2 separate regions of the Danio rerio genome follow, and region 2 is linked to region 1. Evidence: chromatin contacts called from public Hi-C data. All regions are on one chromosome and are shown on one strand. Each heading gives the region's core, a stretch centred on a gene start, on an enhancer-like site or on the middle of the called end of the contact. The rest is flanking DNA. Distances are from core to core; before and after follow the strand shown.

Evidence for each region. Hi-C and Micro-C count contacts between places; a contact is called where the count stands out from the background.
Region 2: a Hi-C map of an unstated tissue shows a contact between it and region 1, with 2.0 times the contacts expected there. The contact joins the promoter of atp8b5a here to the enhancer-like site in region 1. A contact is called at or near these places in 2 of 18 Hi-C or Micro-C datasets (caudal fin and an unstated tissue).

Annotation. Positions count from the first base shown.
Region 1 is chr5:19,878,287-19,882,236 of GRCz12tu, reverse strand. All of the region lies in intron 12 of unc13ba (unc-13 homolog Ba (C. elegans)), which reads right to left. Among named protein-coding and RNA genes, the nearest start is that of unc13ba, 86 kb to the right of the region's middle. Within about 2 kb of position 2,051, at least 5 of the 62 cell types and tissues checked have an H3K27ac peak or open chromatin away from gene starts, as enhancers often do.
Region 2 is chr5:19,968,995-19,972,944 of GRCz12tu, reverse strand. atp8b5a (ATPase phospholipid transporting 8B5a) reads right to left here and starts at 2,004. Exons shown (of 29, transcript XR_012406786.1): 1 at 1,936-2,004.

The DNA.
Region 1 (3,950 bases), core at 802-3,301:
GGTAATCATATACACCATGTTTAGTCCAAATACAACAGGCATGTCCAAACTTGGTTCTGGAGGACCGGTGTCCTGCAAAGTTTAGTACCATCCCCAATCAGACGCACCTGGGCTAGCTAATCAAGCTCTTACTAGGCTTTCTAAAATCATCCTTGCAGGTGTGTTGAGGCATTTTGGAGCAAAATTCTGCAGGACACTGGCCCTCATGAATTGTCTTATAGCCCTTGCCTCATGTCACGATTCTGTTATGCTTGGCTCATTCTTTTATTTTCATTCATTTTCTTGTCGACTTAGTCCCTTTATTAATCCGGGGTCGCCACAGCGGAATGAAATGTTTGGCTCATGTTATTTTTAAAATATTTTTTAGATGTATTTTTACCAGGCAACACGGTGGCCCAGTGGTTAGCACTGCCGCCTCACAGCAAGAAGGTCGTTAGTTTGAATCCCAGCTGGGTCAGTTGGCATTTTTGTGTGGAGTTTGCATGTTCTCCCCGTGTTCGCATGGGTTTCCTGCGGGTGCTCCGGTTTCCCCCAAAGTCCAAAGACATGTAATATAGGTGAATTGAATAAACTAAATTGGCCATACAGTATGCATGTTAATGAGTGTATATCAATGTTTCCCAGTACTGGGTTGCAGCTGGAAGAGCATCCACTATGTAAAAAATATACTGGATAAGTTGTCTGTTCAGTCCACTGTGGCAACCCTTGATTAATAAAGGGACTAAGCCAACGAAAAATGAATGAATTAACATATTTTTACCTTTATTGTGATAGGACAGTAAAGGAAGCGGCATGAAATGTTGGAGAGACAGAGACGATGGGAAAAAAGTCCACACCTACAGTTGCAATATGTCGTCACACTGACCACTAGTCTTTTGGCAACAATGCCTGATGCTTTATTAATACTAACATTTTTTTAAATACAAGATTAGAAGGTTAGTTTACCCAAAAATAAAAATTAACACACTATTTACTCACCCTCATGTGGTTCCAAAATCTTTATTAGTTATTAATATTATTCTTTAGCTGAAAAAATGAAAAATATATAACCATGGACTTTCATAGTATGAAAAAATATATATATACTATGGAAGTCAATGGTTACAAGTTCACAAATTTTCATTTTTAGGTGAACAAACATTCAATACCTTTAATACAATACAGTCATTTGGCATTGATGCAGTTTTTACAGGGATTAAATCCAAAATCAAAAAAGCCTAATTAACTTTGGATGTCAGTTTAAAAAAAGAGTTTTAGGAGAACTGAAGAAAAAAAAGCGTTCTGGCTGCTCGACTTTTGGTGGAGAGTCAATTAGGCAGAGAAAATGTCACATGTTAGTGCAAAATCATGTGACACTGGAACAGTAGCTATGGAAACCATGCACTGTACCTGCATTCAGGTTCTCAACATTTATAGATATACCCATTTCTATTTATAGACAGAAATTCCCTGCATAGAACTCCCTATTCGCTTTTTCCCCCACTACTGTATATTGAATACTGAATATTCTTCTACTTTTCCTATTTTGTTATCTCCTCCCAAGATTTAACTTAATGAGACAAGATACATAGGTAATGAGGAACTGTAAAGAGATTCACGAATGTTAAGCTAGTATGACTCAGTTATTCAGCTTTTTTTTAACACCACAATTCTGTGGCTTTCCATGCTGCATATTATTTTTGACAGTCGCCAACTGCATAATTTAGTATTCTCCCACAAATAAGTACACAGTCCATGAGGTGTTTCTATGAGGTGGTGTTAGATTGGACAATGTAGCTGAGAATAGAGAAGTTACAGTGTGGTTAAACCATGGTGTTAGACATGGTGTCAAGAATGTGAATTGAGGCAGAAGTGTTATATCACTCATTCGTGATACATGTTCCAGCATCTCCTGACATCCCTAACACTTCCATAACGTGCAACACCTGGATAGGAGTTTTTCAAAGTATTCTGTGCCAAAGTACTTTGTGCTACATGCTGTTTACACAGTCTTTCGCTTCCATGCCTTTCAGCCCCGCCTTTTCACCTCGTCTCTTCTTTTCACTCCCTGTCTGTCTTTCACTGGAGGAAAGGGCACTCAGGGGTGAATGATTCACATAAGCACAGTGAGAAGCACACTAATGTGGCTTTTGGAGATCACTGAAGTGCAAGAGTTAAAGGGGAGTTCTTTCTGCATTTTCACAAAATCGTCTAAAAGTGTGATCGACAAACTGAACAAGTGCAGGAGAAGAAGGTAAAGCAGAAGGTAAACAAACTAGCACTAGTGTTTAAGCAGGGAGCATGTTTACCTCAGTGCCAATGCCACTGAGACAAGAAGGTAGAAAAGAAAATAAGATATACAGATAGAAAAAATATGAGGTACCAGCCAGATTGAGGCTTCTGTGGTAGAGGAATGTTTCACTGGGGGCAGATAAAATAATTTCGGAGTCATTTCCCCCTGGCTTACGATCGCTACATGTGGATATTCTTAACTCTCTGTTGCTGGGAATAATAAAAAAAGCATTTTAATGGGAGTATGGTTTACAACAAAACAATTTTAATCTTATATTTAATTTTATGTTTAATTCAATGTTAAATCCATTTTTTTTCCAAATATTTGATTTCCTTTTCTTGCATAAAATCTTATGTAATATTATGTAGTTGCATTCTTAAACTAAATAAATAATAATAATAATTATTTAGATGAAAGATTATCTACAAGGAAAAAAAACTGCCGTATCATCAGGTGACTGAAAATAAGTATACACTGTAAAAAGCAATGCCTTTACTTAAAAAAGTGAGCAAAGCCATTGTACCTTGGAACTGTTAAGTTGATGTGACTTCATTTTTATAATTATGCACAGTTCATTTACTTTAAAAAAGCAAGAAAATCCCATAGACTATATAACATATGGACGTAGTATCCGTGACATCACCCATGGGTTTCTAAAGTGCACAAATGAAGCTACAAGTGGGCGTGGCCAACTGTCGCTATTTTGTTTGGCGCGTCATCGCACCAACCGGAGGTTACCAAAAAAGGGCAATGAGGCGGAGCATCAGTGGAGCTACAGATGGCTGCTGGAATTTTGCTTTTCTTTGGGAGAAACGCTTAATACTTCATTACCTGCGACTCGTTTGTGTTCTGATTGCATGGGCTTGGTAGTATACTATAGCAATAAAGTGTTTAAAACACTGTTGTAATACATTGAGCCACTAAGCATAGTTCTTGTGACATTTTTCTACAGGAGGAAAACGCAAATTACTTCCAAATACTTTAAATATAGTTTGTGTTAGTAAATGCAAGGTTATTTATGAAATCCAGGCATAACACTGTATGACAACATTTCAGATGACGGTTCTAGAGCCTACAGAAAAGAAAACTATAAAAGATAAATTATTAATAAAGCAAATACATTTATAGACAGGATATATAAGTATTTAATTTCACTGAAATAGAGGCCACATTAACGGTTTGTGAACACAATTAAGTGCACACAGCATGCCATATTATCTGATAATTGTAGGAAATAATTTCACAAGGCAACTGACTGTGTAAAGCCACATAAAACAAAACAAAAATGCGATTTATATGCTGAGTTCAGCGACTAATCTGCTGGAATCAGCTGAGTAGACAAGACAGTGAGCATCAAGACCTACATGTATCTGTCACTCAAGTGGCCACGCCCTTAATTATGCAGACTTTATATAACTTAATAAAAATAAAACGGATGAGTTATAAAAACGTCACCCCCTCACAGTTGTCATGAAGGGTATAGTTATATGCACCAAAATCTTTTGTACCAGGCTGTAAACATGTTTTATTCAGCTGTAAAATTTAGCATTGCAGTCAGCGGGATGTTGGTGTTTGGTAAATCCATTTCCTTAAAATTATTAGGTTGAGTCAACTATTGCTTTAAAAAAACAGGTTTACTCTCATTTTCTTTTCAGTAAAGTCAACTAATCGCTTTTTT
Region 2 (3,950 bases), core at 755-3,254, 91 kb before region 1:
TGATGGTTTTATGACTGTCTTATGGACACCCACTTCAATTTAAGTGTTACTCATTTTGCTAATTTTCAGAGCACGAGCAGACTGCACATTGAAGGCTATAGAGTACACAAGACATGTCACTTGTATAGCTTTGAATGAAGAAAAGTGTAACGGTCAATATGGTGAATGAAGCCCCGCCTACTAGTACAGCAGCCAATCATTGATTGCTATACACTGAGGATTCTGCGGGGGAAATCTCGAATCAGAAATGAATTTTTACGGCAATTTGTTGGTCAACAAACGCACTGAAATCTCAGTGAATACTCGCTTCACAGACATATGATATATATTCACATAAAGCTTGAAATCTCTACTTTTAAATAAACCAACTGCACTTAAAACATTTCTTTGGTTTTGTAATCTGTATGAAACGAACGCAAGGTGCAGTCAGTCCTGTAATTACTCAAATGCCCACAAACGTGTAAACAAAGAGTCGCTGTCATTTCTGGAGGAGATTCGTCATCAAGAAGGAGCTGTGAATTACTTCAGACGAGCAGCGCGATCTGACAAAGCACTACCTAGAGGATGATAACGTGTAACACTGCCAGAAATGAGGTTGGTGTCGTGAACTTGTTCTTTTCGAGTGCGCATGCATCCTGAAAAATGCCAATCTTGTTTGATTAAAATGTTTAGGAACGAAGCTTATGAGACAGCTGTTGTTTAATTTTATTGGTTATACCAAATAAGTAATGTAATTGTAAGCTTGACAAACAGTTTTGGAGAATTTGATGTTACCCCAATCAGAGGGAATCCCCAAGCATACTGCCTGAGAGGCTTTTTAATGGTGGCCGCCGAGTGAAATTAACTGCCTTAAATGGACTTGGACACAATCTACACTGTAAAAGCGCTATAGAAATAAAGATGAATTGAATGAGCAGAATCAGTTCAAATGTACTTGCAAAGTTAATGCGCTTTCACACGGAGTATGAGTTGATGGTGCAATGCATAGACACTCCTAAGCTTTACACACGTGGTTTGCTCCTTGTATATGAATTTCTCAGGTAGCTGGATTTCATTATTGACAATCTGACACAATTCAGGATAGTTTTGCCAATCAAAACTAATTCAGGAGTTGTTGTCATAACTGATCAAGACTTAAAATGGCAATTATTAGCATTTTGGGACTGCACTTTGATCCTTAAATTGACTTAATTATCAGATCTTGTAAATACGCCTAATGTGATTTCTTGGTATGAACACTGTTCTCACTGAAAGACATTTCAATTCCTTCTGGTCTTTATTAAGTCATGGACAAATGTATGTTAGCATCCTTCATTTACAAAAGCCATTACCTTTTGGTCAAAAAAGTCGAGACACAACTTGCTTACCTTGTTTCAGGCATACTACAACACTACAAATCATAATTACTACAAAAATGACAAGCCTGCAGTGGCTTTCAGAGGCTTTTTCAAAGATTTACTCCTCTGTTACAAACTTACTGTCACTTTTGTCAACACATACAGTATGTAAAAGGTGATCAAATTATCAATTTGAATACATCGATTATGAAAAGAGCAACAAAATAAAGAGTAGTGTTATAAAACATTTGTCAACTGGTGTTCAAGTAACTCCAAACTCTGTGTGCTATATGTTTCTTTGACCACTGGTAAAGTAAAAAAGTTGTACAACGTGTCACAGTGCAAATCCCATACAACTCAACTTCTTTTTAACACTTAGTGTAGTTGTACAGACGGCAACCATTACCCAAAACTCCCCCTCCAGCTGTGAAGCTCTCACTCTTTCCAGCCCTGTTTAAAAACTGCTGAGAGACGCAAAGAACAACAACAGACAAAACTCTTTCACTCTCACACCCTCTATATCAGTCTTCCAGGAGCATCTGCTGATGATCTCCTGACCTCTCAAGCTACCCCTAAAGCTTTCCCTCGAGATTCTTACCGTAAGTGTCCTGTGGAGTCACCGCAGTGTTTGTGTGTATGGTAGGTCTACTGAGGTTCTCGAGTGACCAAAGTCAGCTAGAGTCTCCTCCTCTTTGTCTTGCTCTCTTATTTTCTCCTTCTCCCCCTCCTTTCTCGCTTCTCAGCCTTCCATCTGCTCTTACTTTGGGCTGATGGGAAACAGGGAGAGCAGGCATTTAGCCTAGACTCATTCACACACGCACACACACGCTCTCACACACACAAAGACTCAACCACTCACATGCAAGATAAACAAGGAAGAGGGGCGGCAAATAGCATTGCTCTTCGGTGTTACTCTTTCGTTCAAGTTTATCTGAGGTAAAAACAAAAAAAAAAAAACAACCTCCCCCTGATTTCCTTAGAAATGAAGTCACTGTTAAACTTTTGTTGAGATCTCTACACAGATCTTGGTCTCTCTTTCTCTCTCAATCTTACTAGAAAAGTATCGATTTCCTGCACACCAAAAAAGGAAGCAACACATTTTTCTCCCCATTCCTCTAACCGCTGACAAAGAGCAGCAGTACTGAGCATGTTCACAACGACTGCACGGCCACACACAGAATAACACACATAATATATACATTTATATACAAAGTATATAAACAAGACCTTCAGTTAATTTTATATGTAAATACTTATAATCATAAATTCATAGAGAGTCAAGCATATCCATGGCATAATCTGACTTAAAGTCACATTTGTTCAACCAGCAAGTTTTTTTTTTTTACTTGAAATGACACTGGCGTCTCCCGAAAGATAATAAGACAAAGAGGCATCATTGTGGGGGGAAAATATATATACATTTCTTAGCTTTTATCTACATTTAAACAAAGAATTTTAAGTCAGAATTGGCAGCCAGGGGTATAAATAATTTCAGGCTTGACTATTCATTCATTCATTTTTTTTCAGCTCAGTCCCCTTATATATCAGGGATTGCCACAATGGAATGAACCACCAACTTGTCCAGCATGTTTTACACAGCGGATGCCCTTTCAACCCAACATGTTGAAACAGCCATACACTCTTGCATCCACACACATACACTACGGCCAATGTAGCTTATTCAATTCACCTATAGCATGTCTTTGGACTGTGGGGGAGGAAACCCACACGAACACTGGGAAAACATGCAGACTCCACACAGACATGCCAAGTGACCCATCTGGGACTCAAACCAGCAACCTTCTGGCTGTGAGGCGATCGTGCTACCCACTGTGCCACCGTGATATATAATATAATATAATATATATATATTATAATATATATATAATATAATATAATATATATATATTATAATATATATATATATATCACGGTGGCACAGTGGGTAGCACGATCGCCTCACAGCCAGAAGGTTGCTGGTTTGAGTCCCATATATATATATATATATATATATAGGTTATTAGGTTTATTTATTTATACAGCAACAGATAAGACAACATGGAATACATCCAACAAACCCAGAGTATATACAGGAATCAGAGAGTGGAATTCAATACCTTTTAAGACCTTTTTAAAGACTCTTTGCATACATTTTAAGACCCTAAAATCACTTTTTAGCCAGAAACACTGGTGAGATTTTGACGTACAGTATATTTACTAAAAATTAATGTAAGAAACTAATCCAAAACTGAAACATTGTTCATATACTGAATACAAATCTAGCTAATTCAGCAAGTTGGTGCCTGTAGAGCTGCAGAAATAATGGTGTTGCCTTGGTTACTGCAGTAAGCAAAGCAGCATGATGTCAAATCTAGTAGGATTTCATTGATTTCATAAGCTACACAGCATCCTGATATTTGCAGATTTAATTCAGGCAAACTTTAGCGTATAACCATACATTGCATAATCAAAAATGATATAAAATTTAGTTCCTTGCTAAATAACATTTAAGACGTTTTAATACTTTTTAAGGGTCTTAAATTTCTGTACATTGATTTATCAACTTTTAAGACTTTAAGAGCCCGCGGACAACCTGCACACAGCATCAACAGT